Linked DNA regions of Mus musculus: all the other regions are linked to region 1. Evidence: chromatin contacts called from public Hi-C and HiChIP or PLAC-seq data. All regions are on one chromosome and are shown on one strand. Each heading gives the region's core, a stretch centred on a gene start, on an enhancer-like site or on the middle of the called end of the contact. The rest is flanking DNA. Distances are from core to core; before and after follow the strand shown.

The links. Hi-C and Micro-C count contacts between places; a contact is called where the count stands out from the background. HiChIP or PLAC-seq counts read pairs in DNA pulled down with a chosen protein or histone mark.
Region 2: a contact with region 1 is called in a FOXA1 HiChIP or PLAC-seq map of pancreatic cancer cells. The contact joins two enhancer-like sites. A contact is called at or near these places in 1 of 15 datasets of contacts at CTCF or cohesin (the NIH/3T3 cell line), 8 of 484 Hi-C or Micro-C datasets (bone marrow-derived dendritic cells, bone marrow-derived macrophages, brown adipocytes and 5 more) and 4 of 115 datasets of contacts at active chromatin or transcription factors (bone marrow-derived macrophages, cardiomyocytes, pancreatic cancer cells and 1 more).
Region 3: a contact with region 1 is called in a Hi-C map of the C2C12 cell line, with 4 times the contacts expected there. The contact joins two enhancer-like sites. A contact is called at or near these places in 5 of 484 Hi-C or Micro-C datasets (the C2C12 cell line, the Patski cell line, cerebellar granule neurons and 2 more), 3 of 115 datasets of contacts at active chromatin or transcription factors (cardiomyocytes, embryonic stem cells and fibro-adipogenic progenitors) and 2 of 9 other capture datasets (embryonic tail and embryonic trunk).

Annotation. Positions count from the first base shown.
Region 1 is chr17:45,750,653-45,753,967 of GRCm38.p6, reverse strand. The region is part of intron 2 of F630040K05Rik (RIKEN cDNA F630040K05 gene); the gene reads right to left. Among named protein-coding and RNA genes, the nearest start is that of F630040K05Rik, 18 kb to the right of the region's middle. Within about 2 kb of position 1,722, at least 134 of the 459 cell types and tissues checked have an H3K27ac peak or open chromatin away from gene starts, as enhancers often do. A contact at or near this core is called in the C2C12 cell line, the NIH/3T3 cell line and pancreatic cancer cells, where this site is marked.
Region 2 is chr17:45,956,734-45,960,048 of GRCm38.p6, reverse strand. No RefSeq gene overlaps it. Among named protein-coding and RNA genes, the nearest start is that of Gm36122, 9.6 kb to the right of the region's middle. Within about 2 kb of position 1,793, at least 57 of the 459 cell types and tissues checked have an H3K27ac peak or open chromatin away from gene starts, as enhancers often do. A contact at or near this core is called in the NIH/3T3 cell line and pancreatic cancer cells, where this site is marked.
Region 3 is chr17:45,892,255-45,895,569 of GRCm38.p6, reverse strand. No RefSeq gene overlaps it. Among named protein-coding and RNA genes, the nearest start is that of Gm41584, 8.6 kb to the right of the region's middle. Within about 2 kb of position 1,684, at least 38 of the 459 cell types and tissues checked have an H3K27ac peak or open chromatin away from gene starts, as enhancers often do. A contact at or near this core is called in the C2C12 cell line, where this site is marked.

The sequences.
Region 1 (3,315 bases), core at 473-2,972:
TCCTCCCAAATCCCAGGTACCTCCTTATGCCAGGCCTAGGGCAGGGCCTTGGCCATACAGATACAGCCCATGGCCCATGCAAGTAGGAAGCTTCTGAACGGACCAAACAGATGGTATCACAGTTGTCACTTAAATGTTTGACTTTACCTGACAGTTGTGTGTGTGTACATGTGTGAGTGTGTATGTGTGTGAGAGTGTGTGTGAGCACGCGTGAGTGTGTGTGAGAGTGTTTATATGTATGTGTGAGTGTGTGTGAGTATATGTGTGTGTGTGAGTGTATGTGTGTATGAGTATGTGAGTGGGTGTGAGTGTGTGTACATGTATGAGTAAGTGGGTGTGAGTGTATTTAAGTATGTGTGAGAGTGAGTGAGTATGTGTGTGTGAGTGTGTACATGTGTGAGTGAGTGAGTGTGCGAATGTGTGTGTGTACATGTATGAGTAAGTGTGTGTGGGTGTGTGTATCTGTGAGGGTGAGTGTGTGAGTATTTGTGTGTATGTGTGTGTTCATGTGTGTTTGTGTGTGTGTGTGAGAGAGAGAGAGAGAGAGAGAGAGAGAGAGAGAGAGAGAGAGAAAGAGAGAGAGCCCAGCTAGGCAGGAGGTCAGCTTCAATATAAGGTCCAACCTCAGGTAATCCAAGTTCCTGGTGAGTTTCCCAGAACCCACTTGGGGTTCTCCTTCCCAGCACATTACAGTTTGTAATGGTTTTTATTTGTGCAAATTGCTTGATGCCAGTCTTCCCTGAGCACCTGGCACACTTGCTGAGTGGGTAAAGACTCTAACAGCAGCGTAGCGTTCTGCCATGTCCCGTCCCTGGTACAGCATTCGCAGGTGCTCCTTGCCCAGACCTGGCCGGATCTGCCCATCTTGCCAGAACTGCAGATCAATCCCAGAGAAATTTCATCACAGTTAACCAGGAAGGTCTTTTCTCGAGGAGGGGAGGGCCTCCAGCCTCAAACAGTGCTTTCTGTTCATTGTCTACATCTGGCCAGACCTCCCGAGGGCAGAGGTCACATCTGCGTCTCAGGACTGTCCCCAACACACCCCGCTGTAGTCCGCCAGCTGTGACTCACACAGCTCCTGAGCTCTTCCTCTTTGGCCAGAGACCCACATCACTAACCACAGTAATGTAAGCTGCAGTAACCACACTTACGCGCAGAGTTTCTCCACACCAGGCCAGGGCAATGACCTTATATCGGGGGTCAGCAAGGACAGTCCTACCCGGAGGTAGAGGCATAGCCCAGATGGGCTTCCTCAGGCCTAGCGTCTAGACTTTTTCTCTCAACCGTTTGCAGTCTCTCCACTTCCCCACCAAGCAGCCTAGCAGGGACTTGATGCCCTGCTTGCACATTCATGAAGCGAAGACAAAGAGCGTTCTCTCTCTCTCTCTCTCTCTCTCTCTCTCTCTCTCTCTCTCTCTCTCTCTCACACACACACACACACACACACACACGGACACGGACACGGACACAGACACATACATGGACACACAGACACACACATGGACACATACACATGGACACACACACTCAGAGGGGGCAGTGAGTATCACCAGGGTGGCTTGGAGGGAGACAGGGAAAGTGAGCCAAGCTGTCCCGTATATCTGCCTTCCCTCACCACTAGGTCTCGGACATTCATCTGGGGAAATGTGGCGTCTGAGGATGTGGCTACAGTGGCCAGCATCTGGCGCCAGCAGAAATCCCCAAACCCGTCAGTGCCCTGTTCAGACGTGTCGCTGACCATGCACTGAGTAAGTGCTGAGAAGACACCTGTGCCTAAGGCCACACCCCTGCCTGCCCTCGGCTTCCAGACACACCCCCTCCTAGGGCTCAGGCCATTCCAGTTCTTCCTGTCCAACCCAATGAGGGTCCAGCACATCCACCCCTACAGTGGGCACCAGTAAAAGGGGAGGACAGGTACTGGGCTCCCAGCCCAGCTGTGTGCTCTAAGGAAAATTACCCAACCTCTCTGGAGTTCAACTGGCCCAACTGTAAAAAGGTCAGTTAATTAATAATTATTTATTATTTATCAGTCTACCATGAGATAAGGGTAGACGTACCTATCTTTACATGGCTGCCATTCACAATTCTGGCAGTAAACACTAAGTATCAGGAAAACCAAGACCTTGGAGAAGGGAGAAAAATCAATGTTGTTAAAAACAGGAAGATGGATGGGCTGGAAAGATGGTTCAGTGATTAAGAGCACTGTCTGTTCTTCCAGAGGTCCTGAGTTCAATTCCCAGCAACCATGGTGACTCTAAACTATCTGTAGTGGGATAGGATGTCCTCTTCTGGTGTATCCAAAAACAGGTACAATGTACTTATATACATAAAGAGAAGAAGAAAGAAGAGGAAGAGGAAGAAGAAAGATGAGGAACCTCATCTTTTTTTTTTTTTTTTTTTTTTTTAGCCAGATGCACATAAGATCAAAACTACATCCTCCCAGCTTCCCTTGCAGCTAGGTTTGGCTGGATGACTGAATTCTAATCAATGGGATATAAGAAATGTTGCTTTGCACCCTGGACTGCCCAACCATACTTGCCCTTGGGGGTTGGGGATGAGGCAGCTTGGATCAGACTCTGGGAGTGGGGAGCAGGTGAGATCGCAGTATCAAGCACCTTTATTAATTCCCAGGGAGCGCCCTTTAGACCCTCCACCATCATCCCATTGGTACCAAGCAAGTGAGTCCTCCAAGTGGCAGTTCCCCATTGGCTGTCATTGTCTGTGTCACCACTCTCTAGGCTCTCAGGCAGACTTCAGTTTGGCCCTCATGCTGAAGTTACCTGGGAGGCTGCGCAGCACCTGACTTTATGCAGAAGCAGCCACCACCTTGTCAGTGAGGCCTGCTGTTTCTCCTACAAAGAAGTAAATACAACTTCCAGGAAGTTCCTATAAAGAGAAGGGAGAGCTCCTATTTCAGGATGTCTTTGTCCTTCATGCTGGCTAGAGTGCCAGAAGCCATCTGGGAACTGTGATGACCTTGGAAGTGGAAAGCTAGTAGATCAATAAGAGACAAGACTGGGATCCTCCCAGCGCTTAACCATTGCATTACCCCAGGAGTGCTTACCTCCAGGGTTCAAGCACATGAGTGAGAACATGCATCTTATGTAAACCAAACATTAAATGATACAGCCTTTCCTCCGGTGGACCCCCAGGTAGAGCTCCCCTCTAGGTCTGGGACCCTTACCTGGAAAGAGCAGACCCTTCCTCACCTGGCTGATGTGGAGACTCTGGCAAGGAACGCCTCTTCTGTGCATGCCACATTATTACACCAGTGGAGGGTGAGGAGCAGAGAGGCCTGGGATGTGCGTGTAGAAG
Region 2 (3,315 bases), core at 544-3,043, 210 kb before region 1:
TGTAGTGTATACATATGTGCACACATGGATGAACACGACTTTGCACACACTGGGAGACCAGAAGAGGCTATCAGGTGTCCTTCTCTATCAATTTATGGCTTACTTCTTTGAAGCAAGGTTTCTCCACAACTCTGGGGTCTATTTTTTTATTTTCAGCTAAACTTGCAGCCAGCAACACCCCCCTCCAGAGATCTTCCTGTCTCTGCCCCCCACCCCCATAGTGCTGGGGTCAAAGGTGACTCACTGGAGACTCTGCCTGACTTTTTGCAGGTTTCTGACACCCGAACTCAGGGCTTTGTGGTGATTCAGTGGTTTTTTTTTTTATCGATGAGCCCTCTCTCTCTACCAACCCCACCTGCTCATCCCAGCCCTCACAGGAGAGCGACAGGTGCCCAATTAGGGAAATTGACCATTTCAAAACTCCTCTGGTGAGGCTGACAGGCGAACCAACTTGGAAGCCCCTGAATGAGCGCTAAAAGTGATGATTGTTAACAGTCATGTGAGCTGTAGACAGCTAGGCTCCCGCTCAGTGGGAGCTGGAGCAGAGGTGGGCCAGCAAGAGAGCTAAGGACAACTGTCTTGGCTGCCTCTCCGCAACCCTGGGTTCCTCACCAACAATACGAGAGTCAATGATACTTAGCTCAGGAAGGCGACTATGGACTCCAAAGGAATAAATACTTGCATATCAATTATCGTAACAGGTGTCAGGCAGCTAAGAGATGTTGGCTGAGTGTTGGGGGGCACGGGTAGAGAAAAGCTTCTTATATGAAATTATTGAAAATCTTTTAAATTAAATTAAATTTATTATATGTGTATTCATGTTTGGTCTGCATGTGTGTGGGTGTATCATATGCATGCCTGGAGGGAGAATCAGATCCCCAAGAGCTGGAGTCAGAGACAGGTGTAAGCTACCATGGGGGTGTTGGGAGTCGAACCTGGGTCCTTTGGAAGAGCATCAAATGTTCTTGACCACTGAGCCACCTAGGAGGATCGATACCGTGGCCCCCAGTGAACTGGAATCTGACTGGAATCTCTCAGCCCGAGGAGGAGGCTTGAGGCATGGCATCTGTTTCTTGTCATATGGTTACCCCCTTTTCTTTAATCACATGTTTGACCTTCTGTTTGAGAAGATGCCAGCCTCAGACTATCCATGAAGGTACTGGGGAACGAGAACTGGGGCTCCACCCTTCCTGTTCTCGGTGGGGCTGGGTGGGCTACTAAGGAACTCCCAGAGCCTTCAGCTCAAGCCTAGAGGTCTTTCCTTGCCAGCTGTCCAGTGTCCTGGTGCTCTGGGGATGGTGAAGTTTGCTTGTATGCCTTTAAGACTTGGAGGCTGGGGGACCTGACTGAAGAAAGCCAGTGGGTTCCTTTGAAATGGAAGTGACATCTAGTGGTCTATAAAAGAACTACTCAGCTGACCCCCAGCCTCAAGCTGGCCCCTGAGGTCCCCTTCTTGGTCCCTCTCCTCCTGGGCCACAACCCTACTTGAGGGATCTAAGCTCCAACTACAGGATCTTGATAGTAGGTGGGTGCCTTGGCCCAGCCCCAGCCTGGAACTCAGGCAGGGCACTTAGCCTAGCTCAGACACCCAGAAAGACCAGGTCTGGGCAGCTAAGAAAAAACAAATGCATACGTCTTTCTCTTGGAGTACAGTGCTGGGGTTAAGGTTCCTGGGTGAAGTAGAATCCTGCTGCTCATGCCCTTTGCTTCTGAGGTACCTGGCTGAGTCCAGGAGCACAGAGGTATAAATGCTGTGTAGGCCTCAGTGCTGAATCATCGGGAACTCGTGGCTGTGCTGTGGTTATGCAATGGCCTGGCCATGGGTCGTTGGTGTCAATACAGGCTTTCAGCCACTGCTTCAATAGGCAAAAGGCTTGAGGGAACACAAGTACCAGGTTGGGGTGTTGGAAAGGAGTCAGGGGGAGGCTAAGGGGGCACGAACCACTGCTCTATACAAGCCTGGTATGAGGAGGCCTGGATGAGGAGAACACAGCCTGCACTCAGGGAGCTTGTCTGAGGGAGACATTGTCCCATCCTTAAGGAACCCCAGTCTGATGGGGGGTGTAACCTGACCTCCAGAAGCCTCCAATATGAAGACGATGTGACCCATCTTCAGGGAGCCCCAATCAGAAAGATTGCAGTTGAGGGTGCGGACAAGAAGGAATGAGGCTCACCTAGACCTAAGGGCTCTTGCCATGAAAACCCAGGGCAGATGGCAGGATGACAGAGTCACAATAACTGAGGTCTGTAGGGGAAAGTGCCATAGGATGACATCCAAGGGATGGCAGGGAACTGGTCTTCCCGCCCTGTGTCTGGATTGTTCCCAGGACAAAGGCTCTGTGCCCACCTGGGGTCCCAAGTCCAACACATGGGGAAGAGGAGAGGACAGGGTAGTCTCCTGACTACCAGCATCCTCCACTCCTTCCCATCTTCTGGGTAGCAAGAGCCCTAACCCTCCCTTTCCCATCCCACTCCCCAGGTCTTATTTTTATAGCCTTTCTGTAAGTGTGAAATGACCTCAAGGCACAGCCAAAAGCTGGAAATAAATCTGAACAGAAATGTTAGTCTCTCTACCCTCTCATCCATCCATAACTCAGGTTCCCTTTGGAGGTCCCAGTTACTGATTTCCTGTATATTCTTCCAAAGATAGCCTAATATATATATATTTACAAACTTTTCTCCCACACAGACAGCCGAGTCTCCACGAGGCTCTGTGTCATTTTTCTCCTGCTTAACCCAGAGGCTCAGAATCGCCTCGTTCTGTTTCTCCACTCCGGTGCATTCCCTCTAACAGAGAGCTGAGCATTCACTCTTGGAGGGGATGTCTCGGGCAGAGCACAGACTTTGGAGGAGGGGGGCTTCTATAGTTTAGATCCCCACTCTGGTATGAGCCAGCTGGTTGACATTCAACCTGTTGCTTAATGTCTCGGTGACTCAGTTTCCTCCTTTATGGGCCTGACGGGAAAGCAAACATTGACCCCAAAGTGTTTTGTGAGGATCCCGTTAGATAACTGGTCCTGAAGGATGCTCTCACCAGGCAGCAGCATGAGTAGCAGGCACTCAATAAACTCGGAGTTACTGCTCCGAGATTATTTTGCCAGACCCCTTCTGAGAAGACCGGCCTGTTCGCAGGCTCTTATTATTATAAACAGTGTGGTAAACAAGCGTCCCCAATCCACATGCCATCTGGTCCTCGTGGGAACGTAGCTGCAGGAAAAGCTACAAAGGCCAAGCTCATTCTGAATTTTGAAGGCAACTGTGAGCTGCCCCACATATGGGTGGTCCTTGCCACACAGTCGACAGCCACGTGTGGGC
Region 3 (3,315 bases), core at 435-2,934, 140 kb before region 1:
TCCTGGGCTGGTTTCCTAACGGACATATGGCTTCCTTTCAGGCATAGGAAACCACACATGCCTAGAGTCATTGAGATGGGACATAAGCTCGTGTCCAATGCAAATCTCCCTCAACTATTTTTGGGGGTGGGGTGGTGGTATTCCATTCAATTTTTTTCTCTAGCTAGTTTTAGTACTAAAAAGGTAATTCCCCCAAATCTGTTTAGGGGGTGTGTGCCCCAGGGAGCCCCAGTTCCCATCAAGCGGAAACATCAAACCTGATAGCAGCCTTGATGACCCCAGCCTTCCCGACAAGCAGTAAGTTACCCTGCAAAGCCAGTGTCTGCCATATTGGCCCAACTCCCTGGACTATCCCCTGTCGGCATTCAGTATACATAGCCATGCACAATTTCCCAGAGCTCGAAAGTTCCAGAAGGCATTGCATCAGGCTGTCACTTCTGCTATGGAGCTCTCCTGCTGTGGGGTTGGGGGAGGGGGGGCAGCTCCAGTGGTTTTTCTCAGTGCTGAGCTGGCAGAGGTTAGCCTCCAGCAGTGCTGTCTGTGGGTGCTGTAACAGCCTTTCCCATAGTTCCCGAGTTCCAGCGCTCTGTTGTGTCCTACCCTCTCTTCGTTATTATCCTCTCTGAGGAGGCACAGAGCGGCAGTCACTTCTTGGATGTGTTCATGTCCCTGTGTGTGCGCACGCGCATGCATGCTTGCATGTGGACACTTTATTGCTCTCCACCTACTTCTTGAGACAGAGTCTTTCCCTGACCCTGGAGCCCACTGATTTGGCTTCCCTTGTTGCTGACTGGCAGGCAAGCTCTAGGGGTCTTCCTGTCTCACGATGCCCAGCAGTCACTGTGCTAGGCCTTTCATTTAGAGTGCTGTGGGCGGGGGAGGGGTGGGTGTCCAGACTCAGGTTTTGGTGTTTGCCGTTCATATCTGCCTCTCTGTGTAAGAAAGCTGAGGGTTGGAGCCTGGGGAAGTCATGGGATCTTGACCAAGGTCATTCAGACCCTCCAAAGTCAGCTAAGATCTGAATCTAGAGCTTCCATCTCGGAAGAAGGTGCAGATATGCTGAGTTGCTTAAAAACAATGCTGGCTGGGCTAAAAAGTCAGGGGAAACAACATAGGCCGGCCCGTCAGGCTAGAGCTCTATCCAGAGCATCTCCAAGAGGAAGGCAAGAGGCTCTACCCTTGGGAGGGACTCCAGGAGGGATCCAGGCCAAGAGGGAGGCATGTTGTACACTGTGGTCTCCAACCACAAGCTGGCCTTCTTTTTAAACTTTACTTCTTTTACAAAAAACATATAAAAACTAATCTGTATTGGATGGTGCTTATTGTGTTCCAGGCAGATGCCACAGCATGGACGTGTAGAGGTCACACAACCTTAGGGGCTCAGTTCTTCCTTCCACCTTATCGGGTCAGGAGTTCTCTTGTAATTATTGTCTGTACTGTGTACATCAGGCAATTCTCCTGTCTCTCACCATAGCTCCCCCGCAACACACACACACACACACCTGGTTTGGCTTGAGTGCTGGGATTATAGATGGGAGCTGATTCATTTGGCTTTTCGCTTGGTTTCTGGGGACTGAACTCAGGTTTTCAGGCCTGTGAAAATAGTGCTGAGCCATCTCTCCAGCCCTAAAAATACATTTTAAATTAACAGAAGTATAGTTTCCAGGAGCCCGTGCCAAACTTCCTATGAGTCAGCATCCAACAGTCAATCAAGCCTGGGAGATTGTGTTAGCAGGGATCCCAGGAGGAGACCAGAGTCCCTGATTCGTAGCTTCCTGGAACCAGGACCCACTCTGGTCTCGTTTGGATTGATTCTGCAGCTAGTACAGGTCTCAGTTCTGGCGGCTGGATCAGTGTGGGATGCCCCTTTTTAATTCTCCCCAAGGATCTAAATGTCTTGAGTGCTAGCCCTGGTGCTAGCTAGCAGTACAAGAGGGCTCAGGCCTGTGCTGAGACCCATGGCAGCTACAGGTCACACCCACTCTAGGCTCTCTTCACTGACACCAGGATCTGCTTCTTGCTTTCCTCCATTCAGGCCCCAGCACCTGTGTCCTCTAAGGTCAGCCAGGTCTCCGTTGCTATTGCTCCTTAGACATCAGGGTGGCCTCCAACATTTTCCGAGCTTGTTTTCAGTTTGGCTGTAGCTCCGGGCTCTGCTTTACTTTTGCAGAAGTGCAGAGGGTTTCTCTGTGTGAAACCTTAGCATTGGCTCTTTGGGAGCTGGCCAGCATGAGGAAATCTGTCTATAGCCACACCGCCTGGGTTCTGGGCCTGGCTCCATTACACTTAGCTGTGTGGCCTGGGGCAAGCTGGTATGCTCCATCGTGAGGACGGAAGGAGTTGGGATGCGTGAAGCTCTGAAAGTGATGTCTGGCCCTTGGGGAGTGCACAGTGAATGTTCTGGCTAATGTCAGTCTCATTAGCAACGCAGCAGGGAGAGTGGAAGAGAAATTAGCCAATGTCCTAGGTTCTGGAGTTGTACAATTTGGCTTCTAGTTTCTAATTCTAGCTTTTAGGTCTTTCATTAACCTCTCAAACCCTGTTCCCTTCTTTCCGTCCTTATTAGTGTGTGTGTGTGTGTGTGTGTGTGTGTGTGTGTGTGTGTGTGTGTGTATGTGTGTGTGTTGTGTATCTGTGTGGTATATGCATTTGTACATGAGTGTATGAGGAGTCCAGAGGCTGATGATGGGAGGCTGTACCTACTAGGTTTGTGTCAACTTAACACATGCTGGAGTCATTTTGCAAAAGAGACCCTCGATAGAGAAAATGCCCCCACCAGGTTGGCCAATGGGCAAGCTTATAGGACCCTTTTCTTGATTGATGATTGATAGGGAGGGGCCCGGCTCACTGCAGACAGCACCACCCCTGGGCCAGTGGTTCTGGTGCTGTACGAAAGCAGGCTCAGCAAACCATGAGGAGCAAGCCAGTGAGCTGCACCCCTCTCTCCAAGGCTCTTGCTTCAATCTGCGGCTCCAGTCCCTGGGCTGACTTCTCTCAGTGATGGAATGACCTGAAAGTTTTCATCCTGGAATAAACCTTTCCTTCCACAAGTTGCTATTGGGCGTGGCGTTTTTTCACAGTCATAGAAACCTTAACTAAGATAGACGTCTCCCACCATAGCTTTCCTTGAAGCAAGGTCTCTCACTGAACCAGAAACTCACCAGTTTAGCAAGGCTAGATGTCTAGTGAGTTCTACAAATCAACTCCCCCAGGACTGGGGTTACAGATGTGTGCCTCGGTCCCGAGCTTATCACATGGTGCTAGGGCATCTGCGCTCAGATCCCCACGTTTTCACAGCAAACTCCAACATCAGCT